Regions from separate parts of the Hordeum vulgare genome. Here all the other regions are linked to region 1. Evidence: chromatin contacts called from public Hi-C data. All regions are on one chromosome and are shown on one strand. Each heading gives the region's core, a stretch centred on a gene start, on an enhancer-like site or on the middle of the called end of the contact. The rest is flanking DNA. Distances are from core to core; before and after follow the strand shown. Region 1 holds the start of LOC123409945 (alpha-galactosidase 1-like). Region 2 has its middle 18 kb from the start of LOC123432356. Region 3 holds the start of LOC123432356 (alpha-galactosidase-like).

Region 1 (4,072 bases), core at 1,096-3,595:
GCACCGCCGTCCTGTACCCCGTCAGAGGCGCAGCCCAGATCTGTTGCATAGCACACGACACAGTTACAGTTCAGTTGCAGTTCTTGGTTACGATGTGGGAAGTTCAGAGTATCGGAGAGTGCAGTGCAGAATCTGTTACCTCGCTGCTCCCCTCCATCCTCACTTTCTTCCCCTGGACGCCGAGAGGATCTGCATCAACAAACACCACGATTGATCAGTTTACCCTTGCTGGCAACGCGGACGCGACGGCGAGAGCCGAGAGCCCGAGACTGACAGGTGCAGGGGAGTTTAAAGATCACCTTGGTTGACGGCGATCACCTCCTTGTTGGCAAGGATGTCGTACGTGTCCTGCGACATGTGCCTCACGTCGCACCCGATGATCAGAGGCGCCTACACACACATCCAGCAGAAACGGTTCGACTACATTCAGAGAAGAAAAAAACAAGATAAAATACAGAGTATCTAGCCATGAGTCAGTGACTGACCTTTGAGATCGCCCAGATGCTGAAGTGCACGATGTACTCGTCGTTGGTCATCCCTCCGTTGCCCACCTCCAGCATGTCGGGGTCTGCATGCCACAACCCGTACCAGAGCGTTAAAAGTTAAAACCAACCAAAAACAAGCCTAGATAAGATGAATCCATCCAATGTCTCATAAGATGAGTTTGTTCCGGGGAGAGACTACTGACCGTTCCAGCCGCCGGGGCGCGCGTACTCGGCCCACACCTCGTTCTGGTCCGCCCTGGACACCATGCTGTCCCAGGTGTCCTCGATGTCGTTGGTGGTTCTCCAGCTGTTGCCGTACGCCGCGCCCCACCGCGCCGGGTGCATGTCGCCCCTGCTCAACGTCGCCGGCAATGACACGAGCCACGAGGATAAGGAGCTCGTCAAGAATGCACAACTCGCATCATTTACGTAGTGCTGCTACGTTTATACTGTATACAACACGGTGGTGTTACCATTCGCAGAGGTTGAAGAAGATGGGGCGGCCGGCCTGCATCAGAGCCTTGCTCATCTCAGGGTACCTCTCCAGCGGCTTCGTGTCGCCGTTGTTGCAGTTGTCGTACTTGAGGTAGTCCACTCCCTGAAACCAGCACGCAAATCCCATTGATGAAATCAACAAAACACATCAGAGATATGCACAAGTGCGATAGATAAAGCTTGGAATCGATCGATCGCTTACCCAGGAAGCAAAGGTTTTGGCGTCCTGCTCCTCGTAGCCGAGGGATCCGGGTTGAGCCTTGGCGCAGGTCTTGTATCTTCAGACAAAATTTACGATCAGAGGACTGCAAGTTACTGTGACAGCTTACTACGAGAGCCACTGTGCGATCCTAGTATCCTATGTGTACTTACCCAGCATCGGAGTAGATGCCGAGCTTGAGCCCCTTGCTGTGGACGTAGTCCGCGAGTGCCTCTATCCCGTGGGGGAACGTATTCTTGTTCGCCGCAAGATTGCCCTGCAGCAGCATAAGCAAGTGCAACAATTGATGGATCACCCTCCTAAAAAAAAATCTGCAGAAGAGTGTTCGGACTCGAGACATCTGAAGGGCAGATTCTGTACAAACCTTTGCATCACGTTCAGGTTCTGCCCAGCAATCATCTGCAGAAGAAAGCACACAAATTAAGTCGGCTCAGGCCACTTGTAACTAATCAATCAATTACATCACGTAAAAGAATTCTTCAGTGCAGAAACAGGGAAGCACAAAATAAATAAATAAATATAAATAAAGGCCAAGGGCGTATGAGAGTGTGGCAGCAACGCACCAAGATTGACGTATTTGTAGCCGGCAGCTGCGAGCCCGGTGGAGACAAGCGCATCGGCTGCCCAGGCAGACATACAGTACATACAAGACAAGAAAATATAAAAGTTTACAGCTGCCTGTTGCGATTTAAAGGACAGTTCAACAGTAAATAAGAAGCAGAGGGACTATCAGCTCAGCTCGTACCGGTCTCCCTGATGACAACCTCGCCGTTGCCGTCGCAGGCGAAGTGATTCCAGCTGTTCCACCTGCCGACGAGAGATAGAAGAAGAGGGGATTAGATCAAGGATCATGCACCGCGGCTAAGCAGCAGCTATCTTACCCCATGGGGGGCGTCGCGCCGAGGCCATTAGCCAACATGCTCCGCCGGTGCGCCTCTCCCACGTGCACCACCCTACACTCTCCCACGGCGGCGGCGGCGGCGCAGGCCAGCGCCACCAGCAGCAGCGCCGGTAGCCTGGTCCATGGCCGGCCACGACAACCCTCCATCGATCTCTCGCCGAGTCGGAGTCTCCCCCGCTGCCTGTTGACCAGGACGTAGCGGCCGATATACGTGTCTGGCCAGGAACAACCGGGCGGGAGGAATTTTGTAGACGATTCTTGTGGCGCTCGTGTTTATATATACCACGTCCCGGGTCAATTATGAAGCCTATCTACATCAAAATTAACACGCTGTCCGGTTCATAAACCATATATGGAATGTTGTAGACGATTTCTTTTGGCACTAGTGTTTGTATATACCACGCTCTGGGTCAATTATGAAGTCTATCTAGATCAAAATTAGCGCGCTGTCCGGTTCATAAACCACATACTTCCAACTCCAATGAATGAGCCAGGCACGCATTTCAAAATTATATTTGAACCATGAATTAGAGTAACCAAATATAAATTATATACGTATCAAAAATTATATCGTTGAATTCGTATTTTAAAAAGTTTGCAATGACCTAATTTTTAGAGCACTGTTTCGACATGACCCCCTACTACACCTATACGGGGCAATATGGACCTTTTGTAAATTGTATCCATTTTCATATAGTGGGTCCCTCGCCAAAATGTATATGTCGTCCACGCCCCCTAACTCGAAACCTCGCCGTTCAGAGCCAGACACACTAAACGTATATGTTTATTTTTCTATTTTTTCAAATTCGTGATTTTTTAATAATAAAGTTTTCTCATATTCTTGATTTTTTTTCTCAAATTGGTGAATCTTTTTCAACTTCACATTTCTTTGTTCGAAATTTCACTATTATTTCCCAAATTCATGTAACTTTTTCAGTTTTTTGCTATCACTCTAGTGAACTTTTTTCAAATCCATGAAAATTTTCAGTTTATTTGTAAGAAAAATAAAACCCAAGGAGTTTTTCAAAACTAGAAACCTTTTTCCATTTCATGAATAACTTTTTAGATTTTTCAGTTTTTTTAGAAAGCCCCCATCTTTTTATTTCTTGTTCGTAATTATTTTGCTTATCATTTTTTGTTTCATTTTCCTTTTGAAAAAACAATCGAGCTTTTAGAAAATTATTCATTTTGTTTTTTTTACAAATTTTGTATAAAATAATTGTAAATATGAACTTTTAAAAGTTTCTAAATTTTTTTAAAAGAGAAACATTATTTGAAACTCCCCCAAAAAATCGAAATTGTAAATAAATTTTAAAAAAGGAACATTTTCTGAATTAGTGCACAAATTTGGAAAATGGGGGCATTTTTTGGATTGGTGAACTTTTTTCAAATCCGCGAGTGCTCGGTCGGTCCAACACGCGCCCGACGGGAGAGGTGACGTTGCCTAGTTGGGTTATGGTCTAAGATTTTTTATGTTATATAATTTTGTTTTGCTTGCATTTTTTGTGAATTCATTTTTCTCTTTTTTGGACTTTATTATTTTATTTCAATACTGTTCAATTTGAAATGTTTTTCCGAATACCAAATCATGGTTTCAAATTCTTTTTTCATTCAAATATTTATTAAGTGCTTTTAAGACAGCAATTATTGTTTAAATTATTATTTTAAATGCTTAATCAATTAAACCTGACATGGATATCTATCATGAGCTTGCCAACTTGCTTACAAAATTTGAAGTGAAATCAAGAATATGCAAAAAAAAACATGTCAAACATACGGCGTGTGTGTGTAGGACAGAACGTTGCGTTTGAGAGCACGTTTTTCTCAACATCCATGAAATGGATCCAATATTTTTCCGTGGCATTGTATGAGCAATTCAATGCACCATGCCAAGTTGTTTTGGCAAATTTTATATTTTCTGAAGCTTCCCCGATGAAAAAAGGCCGATAAATGGTCGAATGTGTCGCAACT
Region 2 (4,072 bases), core at 1,142-3,641, 380 kb before region 1:
AATACTTTTAGCTGGTGCACACTTCCTTGATACAACTATCCAAGAAAATACATAATTTTGGAGTACAAGACCATGATGGTCTATCAAGTACAACAAAGGTTTCTAATGGTTGATGGCGAAAGCGGTTCGGGGATCTCGAGCGTCTATGGGACTCCATTTCCCACGGGAACAGCTGACCAGGTTACCTTCTATATCGTACGGCTGCTATCTTCGGTGCCTAGGTTCCGGGGCTATCGTTAGGATACTCCTCTCCAAATACGCAATCTGGACAAGACAATAGCCAAGGACAAGCCACTGAGTACTTTGAATGTACTCGCAAACCTCATGAAAATAGACATAAAATTGTAGGTGATTAATATGCGCTGAAGATTATTCAATGGTATTCAGTCAGTCATAAAATAAATTATTAAATGTAAGCATGCAGATAATTTATCCATACTGAAAAATTGAATAATCAATCAATGAAAGAAAATAACATGGAACATTGGGTGGTAGTCCTCCCGAAAATTCCAAGAACATACGATAGTCTGATCGGGTGTTTGAAGCGACGCCTAAAAGGGATAAAAATATAAAACACGCCTCAGTCGGGCATCTGAGAGACACCGCATAAAGGGATTATATGAAATAATAAAATGTGTGTCGTGGTCAGGCGTCTGAACGACATCGTATAAAGGGCTTATATGAAATAATAAAATGTGTGTTGTAGTTGGACGTGTGAGCGACACCACATAAAGGGCTTATATGAAATAATAAAATGTGTGCCGCACTCGGGCATGTGAGTGACACCACATAAAGGGCTTATATGAAATAATAAAATATGTGTCGTAGTCGGGCGTCTCAGCGACACCACATATAGGGCTTGTATGAAATAATAACAATGAATATCGAGGAGGTAGGACCATACGAGGGATATTCAAGATTCACATACAGAAAGAGGTTAGTCCATAACAATATAAATATGGTCATCCACCATGATTTACGATTATCCTCATAGTTAAAATAATTTCCTTCGAAGACCGACACTTGACCTATCCCACACAGTAGTCCTTAACCGCGGACATGGCTATCCTAATAGATGTTATAACTCTATAAAGGGTGTACTCTTTACCCACGTGTAACAGATTCTTTAGTCAACCAGAGATGTCAACTAATTACGATTACAGTCTTTGAGTTGAAAACACACCTGACCCGCACACACCAGTTTAATTTCCCGATGCATGGAATCACCCACGGCACTCATTAAGTAAAACTCTAAGTGGGGAGACTCTAATCTCGATTAGCATGGGATCAAACATATTTATACCGCGCACAACAGGGGCGCTACCCCCTCGGTCCAACTAGGACACCCATGCCTTGGACCAAGTGGCATGCCTACCAGATGCCTCTGATATCTTCCACTTTGTCCTCTATGTACGGTGTGTGCCAAGAAAGGGGTTAACGACTTACTGAACTGCGCCCTGCTAGTGACAGGGACAAGTGGTAGTACGAAACAAGTATGTAAGGTTACTGGAACAATACTCGATCTACGGTCGACTCAGGAGCCTTATGTATTCCCTCCATGGTTAGCACAACAAATTTTTCTTCACAAATATATGATAGAGTCACCCCTGTCATACCCCACCATGCCTCCAGGGATCACCCCCGTCACAACGGGATACCCGTCCATTGGTCGTGTCTACCCGAGACATAACTTTCTTCCGTATTTCATCCTGTTATCATCCACGGGTGTGGCTTGAAGAGTTGACTACTATCACAAGCACTTCATGCTTAAGATAAATGAAGTTTTCACCGCTCACAATATGCATGAAAATGTCACCATATAGTTATGCTCACTTCATCACCATAACCATACAAATCATGCATCACCAAAAACAATCACTCAACCAAATCATATCGGTGTCCAAGATGCTAGCCTTTAGTATGTAGAAGGGTAGGGTGCCCTCCAAAACTTTGAAAGTTTTATTCTTCCCTCCTTTTCCTATTTTTGGAAATATTCGAATCGACACACAATCCCAAAACATTACCAAAAAGTTATTTGGAAAATTTTCAAATAAATACTAAAATAAACTAGAGGAAATTTTAATGAGGTGTGACAAAGAATTAATTCGTTTGAAGTTGTAGTTTAAAAGATAGAGGTGGTCAAAGTTCAACCAAATTCCTATTTTTAGTTCATACAGATAAAGGAAAAAGGTTCGGCTAGGAATACGTTTTCATAATGGGGAAGATGTATTCATTGAAATACGCCTTCACTTACAACCGACTCGGTGCGCCTTGGGTTGCCGACGGTGGGACCCGTGGTCCCACCCGTCGGGTTTGATTGGTCCACGTGCGGGCTTGCCTTCTCCATGCAGAACAGCGGTGGCTTCCCCAAGGACTTCCAGGCATGGGAATGGATCCACGGGGTCCCGATTGTCCTTTCGGTGGTCACCGCGGTCGTAGAGGTGGGCGGGGTTGCCGGTAGCACAATCTCCACCAGACGGCGGCAACGGGCAAGGAGGGCCTTTGGCTTCGGGTGGCTCTCGAGCTTAGCTAGGAGAGGGAAAATCTTCGCACGGGCGACGCAAGGCTAATGGTGACGCGAGAGAGGGCAGCAAGGCTGGGGCTCGGGTGAAATTAGAGGAACTAACGATGGCGGTCGAACTCGCCGGAGGCGATGAAGAAGCTCCCTTCGGCTAAATTGATTTCTCTTGTGGCTCTAGGGGAGTGGAGGGTGTGGCTCTGGTGGCAAAAGGGATCGAGGAGGGCGGTTTTATAGGCCAACGAGGTCGGTTCCCGCGTCGGTCGAGGATAAGATCGCCTGGTCTTCGTATCTGTAGTTGGGGGCAACATGGCAATGGCTGGCGAGGCTAGGAGCAAGCAGACGAACTCCCACACTGCTCCAGGGGCTAGTTGGTTGGTAGAGAGGGCTCAGGGCGCTGCCGACCTGAGCAGGGGCAGATGCGGCCGGAGCTAGCCGCCAGGCGATGGCGGTGGCTCTCAGCGTGCAGGGGTTGTCATCGATGCTAGCAAGGGGAAAGGAGCACTAGCTTGGCTCTGCGAGCGAGGGAAAGGCCAGTGGCACGGGGGTAGATGGACGCGACGGCTCGGCTACGCTAGCTGCAACAGGCCCGCTCTGGGCGTGCACTGCACCTGCTCGATGAAATGCGAGGGTCTACTACAGGGCTTGGATTGAGCTGCAAGTTAACAAATTAGCTAGGGTAGGTCGGATAGGTTGAGTGGACATGCTGGTTTGGCTACAGGTGCAGGTACATAAGGCAATCTTAGAACCATGTCAATTCTGGCCATGCCCTTAAGGTGCTCGATAGAATGCTATAGGCATCAAATGGGTTTGGTTGGTGGCCAAATTCTCTAGGTTGGGGTCTCATTAGGTGCTCGCAAGGATGGTCAAGTTAGTTTTGGAAAAACAGAAACTTGTTAATGTAAGTTTTACAAAACTACATTTCTATTCAGAAACTCTAGGGGTTAGTTGCATCGGCTCAAGCTATCCCAATGGGGCTAATCTCCTTGAACTAAGGGTTTGGTAGGGAGTAATATAAGCACTAAAAATATTACGGCCATTAGGGTAAAGGAAAATAGAGTTGCAGTGCAAAGTGCTAAAATGGACGAGAATGAAAATAGGGATGATTTGCTCAAATTTTCCGAAAGACCGAGATGGGTTTTTGAATAAAAGTGATACATAGGTATCACATGACATATCCAAAAAAATTGTAGATTTTTTTAAAAAATATTTTAAAGGGTTGTAGTGCAATAGAAGTCATTTAAAGAATACAAAATCCATTTAAAAGGATTAAGCAAGGGAAGTTTAATTATAAAATATTATTCAATAAATTATTAAAATGAAAAGAAACCCTTTTAAATCAAACATCCAAGTCCCGCAATATTTTCCAAATGTTTCTGTTGGAGGGGAAATTTTTTAATATTTAAAGGAAAGGATGGTTCTGAAACCTACATAAAATCCAGAAAATAAAAATTAATATTCCTGGAAAAATAATTTAATTAATAAAAACATGGTAAAATTTTTGGGGCGTTACACCGTTTCCCTCGTGCAATCAATTTTGGCATTAACAATATT
Region 3 (4,072 bases), core at 620-3,119, 360 kb before region 1:
GCTAACCTACTAGTAGTACTATACTGTTACAGAGCAGCGTCCGGCGTGATACTGATAACAACGACATGTCCGAAAAGCACAGCAAGATTATCCGGTGATTGGACCGAATGTGCATCGAACAAGTGGAAGGGGTTGATATATACAGGCAGGTCATAAGATTTGAGACTTGAAACAGGGGCTGGATTTAAGAGAGTGTCCCGTACCTGTCTCCCTGATGACCCGCTCGTTGATGTCGCAGTAGAAGTGGTTCCAGCTGTTCCACCTAACACAAAGAAATGTTTCATCGTCAGTCGGGTCGGGATTAGATTTAATCGGGTTAAAATTAGAGGAGAAAACGGTGAACCATGACGATTAAAAGAAAGCTCGTCTTTAGAAAAATGGGGACTCGTGACGAGGCTCGTCGGAAGAAAAATCCCGACCCATGACATGTTTACTTCTAGACACCGTATTTTTTTTTACTGTGTGGAGATTGAGCAACCGACACAGAGAGAAAAATACAGTATCAATGGCTAGTCGCCGGACCGGATACGTCATGATGAGCCATCAGCAGCACCAGGACGGCAGTACCGTACGGTTCAGGTTGCGCGGTTAAAATACTCGTATATGTGCATGCAGCGCGAGGGCAGAGGCCAAGGGACAGGCACAAAGGCCAACAGAGAAAAAGGAAAAAAGAAAGCATAGATAAAGGGATAGGTCGTCAAATCTTTTCCCTGTTCCTTGGGCGTGCTTTGCTCGCAGGCAGGCCCCCCTCGGTTGTTCCGCAGTTTTTATTTTCTTTCAATTATATATATAGATGAAGACCACTGTAGATTTTGCATTGCTGATACTAAATATAGATGAAGTCACTGATGTAGGAGCATATAGTAGTAGGAGTAGCAAATACTGCTAGATCCATGTGTTAAAAACAAATGCATGGTTCCATGCGAAATCTGGAGTACACGTACACACATGATCGTTCCAATATAAATGCTGGCCAAAAAAAATACGAGTATATCTTTAGATCTACGACTGGACGAGGGGAGCAGAAAAATGCACGCGTGCTGACGTCCAAGCATTCATCTTACTTACTCCCCTCGTGGCTCAATCCCTCATCTCATCGCCAAATCTCCCATCAAATCCACCCAAAATAAAAATAGGAAAACTGTATCTGTAGGCTGTGGCGACGAAGCGGGGCATAATAAATCGAGATTGGAAATATCGCGTGCGCGAATGGAAGAGAAGCGGCCAAAGCCCAAAGGGGCTTTAAACAAAAGCGTCCAAACCCGATGATGAAATCGGAGGGAGCCACCCGCGCCTTTCGCTGCCGCCGCACGCGAGACGCGCATGAACGTCCCTTTCATCGCACGAAAGCCACCATTATCACCACGCACGCACCACGGCAGATTATCTACCACCACGAGCTCTACCCCCTACTCCAGAGCGATGATAGTACTACGTAGGAGTAGTATATTTTCATGTTAATAATGAATTGTTATTTTCTGCTTTGTTCGTGCGGGTTGTTGGGCGGTAGCGTAGCGCGAGGGGCGGAGGATACGAATCGAATGCATGCCATAGCGGGCGAAAAAACGAAGAGGAAAAGACAGGAGCAGGGGGTTGGAAGGTGGCAGCGCGAGCGAGAGTACCCACCCCATCTGCGGCGTCCTGCCGAGGCCGTTCTCGAGCGCCTCCCGCCGCGCGCCCAGCGTCGCGTTGCCGGCCGCGTCCACGGGCACCCTGGCTCCCTCCGCCGGCGCCGAAGCCGCCGCGACGAGCAGCGCGAGAAGCAGCGAGGCGCGCGCCATGGCCCCCGGTGCCGAGCGAGCGGAGGAGCAGAGGAGGGAGGAGGTGGGGTGGGTGGGGGCGGGGCGGTACTGGTGGCGCCGGTGAGTGACTGCTGAGGACGCGTCTGACGGGGCCGCCTTTATATAGGGCCGCGCGCGGGGGACTGCGGGGCCGCGGGGTTCAAAATATTAAAGGCGAGATATTAATATTAAGGAGTAGTACTAATTTTATTTGGATATTTTTGGGTTCTGTGTGTATGCACCCCTGTGGCTTGACTTGAGTCGCCCGGTTTGCCTCGGTTGGGTCCGCCAATGACCGGCAGAGTACGTGTTCGGTGCAGTGCTCCGTGGGATCCAGCCGTGGTTGGGATGCCGGTGGTGGCCCGCTGTCAGCGAGACGGGACGTTGTGTGTGCTATGTACATGAAGGAAATGATCAACCAAATGATTTCTCACAACCTTTTTTTGACAGCAAAATGATTTCTAAAAACCTTACAAAACATAATGACCCCTAAAAGAAAGGAAATTCTTTCCTGCGCATAATTTAAAGGGAACGCTACGCGATCCGTCGAATGATTTTTAAAAATTATCTGTCATCTAGCTAGCCGTCGGATGTCGATATAAGGCCCCGCATCCCCGACGCATGGTCAGTAGTTATTTCCTGAAACGACGCTCGAGTTACGGAAACTTTTGCTTTGTTGCAAGAAATAAACTTTGGATCCGTTAATTCCTAAAACAACGGTCGAGTTTTAGAAACAATTTGCTTGTTGCATATTTTTTTTTCTTCGTCTTTCTGTAACATAGGTATTTTTATGGAATATTTTTTTTGCAACAAAGGTCGAGTTTCAAGAAATTTTGCAACGAAAGTCACGTTGCAGCTGGGATCCATGCTCAACGGAGAGTCGGGCGCGCGAGCAGGGACGCATCTCCAGCGAGGCAGAGAAGCTCCCCGGCGGCGGGAGCTCGCCGGCATCCACGCCGCACACCTCCTCGTTCGCCGTGCGAGGTGGGGATCCGGCGAGGGGCAGGATCTCGTCGGCGAGGTGGGGATCCGGCGAGCCGGCGAGGACCGACGACGACGGCGGTTTGCCGGGCTCCGGCAGGCTCGTCCCCGGTAGCAGAGGAGCCACGATGAGGAACCTGGAGTGCTCCAGCTTGAGCCCCCGTTCCTGAAACAACGAGCCAATTTTGAGAAATGGTTCATGATCGAGACGAGATCTAACGGACGAGCGGACGACGAATGGATCAACCGGATCAGCCGGTGGGATGTAATCGTTTCCCATAATTTAAACATCACAAAATGATTTATCAAAACCTTACAAAACCTTTTTTTTTAAATGAAGATTATGTTGCATTCGTGGAGCATTCTTCCCTGCGTATAGCAAGTTCGCTTCCCGAGGCAAACCTCTAACAAACGCATGATGACATTTTAGTTCTTCTCGCATGACAACTCTAACGTTCGCTAACAATTTTTCTCCCGGAGAACGTTTGCGAGATATTCGTGTCGAAATAGATAAGGAAAAGGTAAAAACCATGTTTAAAAAATAAATCAATTTTGATCCTTAAATTTACTTCATAGGAAATTGATTTTGTTTTTGTTTGTCCATCCATGGTTCAAAAGGAGCAAAACATATCTTAATTCTATATAAAGCGTGGAAAACAGAGAATGTTTTTATTTTCCTTGTTTTTAGTGTACATATTATTCATATTTAATGATATCTTTTTGCGGGAAATATTTAATTGCATCTAAAGAAATATTTAATGCATATATACATAAGATACATTTCATTGGGAGTCCCCTTAATTCCAAGATTTCTCTCTTTCTACACATGGAAACGAAATCTCGGAGTTAATATCCTATTGTGCATAAGGCAACCATTTATTTCATACCATAAATATATATTGTGATGAAGAAGAAGTCATTTAATTGCACATGAGTGTGTAATAATGCTTGGGAAAGGTCAATCGATACTCCTAACTATGAAGGTGTTATCTCGAAGGGGATGGCTAGGTCTTAGTCAAGTGACATAACATGTAAGAAATGAAAAAAGAAAAATATGAAAAGAAAAAATATGCACGGATCTCAATGTAAAAGCTCATGAATATAGCATCGGCCGAGACATAACGAAGTCTCACTCGACTGGTATTTAGTAAGACTGTATATCAAAAACAAGGACCACCATGCTAGATTTTTTTTCTCTATGAGAACAAACATTGCATTTTGGTAGGAAAAGAATATTATGCCTCCCCCGATGATTTTAAATTAATATAATTCTCAACCTACACACTACCTTGTGTCTTCACCTCACATTA

The links. A called contact is a pair of places that touch in the nucleus more often than the background predicts.
Region 2: a Hi-C map of leaf shows a contact between it and region 1, with 5 times the contacts expected there. The contact joins the enhancer-like site here to the promoter of LOC123409945 in region 1. A contact is called at or near these places in 1 of 6 Hi-C or Micro-C datasets (leaf) and 1 of 1 datasets of contacts at active chromatin or transcription factors (embryo).
Region 3: a contact with region 1 is called in a Hi-C map of leaf, with 7 times the contacts expected there. The contact joins the promoter of LOC123432356 here to the promoter of LOC123409945 in region 1. A contact is called at or near these places in 4 of 6 Hi-C or Micro-C datasets (leaf and seedling) and 1 of 1 datasets of contacts at active chromatin or transcription factors (embryo).

What each region holds. Positions count from the first base shown.
Region 1 is chr1H:303,947,623-303,951,694 of MorexV3_pseudomolecules_assembly, forward strand. LOC123409945 (alpha-galactosidase 1-like) reads right to left here and starts at 2,346. Exons shown (of 13, transcript XM_045102817.1): 1 at 2,082-2,346; 2 at 1,946-2,007; 3 at 1,764-1,820; 4 at 1,565-1,599; 5 at 1,353-1,456; 6 at 1,183-1,258; 7 at 959-1,083; 8 at 689-837; 9 at 486-568; 10 at 300-390; 11 at 140-189; 12 at 1-40. The coding sequence starts at 2,248.
Region 2 is chr1H:303,566,845-303,570,916 of MorexV3_pseudomolecules_assembly, forward strand. No RefSeq gene overlaps it. Among protein-coding and RNA genes, the nearest start is that of LOC123432356, 18 kb to the right of the region's middle. Within about 2 kb of position 2,392, at least 2 of the 3 cell types and tissues checked have open chromatin away from gene starts, as enhancers often do. A contact at or near this core is called in leaf, where this site is marked.
Region 3 is chr1H:303,585,053-303,589,124 of MorexV3_pseudomolecules_assembly, forward strand. LOC123432356 (alpha-galactosidase-like) reads right to left here and starts at 1,870. Exons shown (of 15, transcript XM_045115386.1): 1 at 1,627-1,870; 2 at 204-262. The coding sequence starts at 1,781.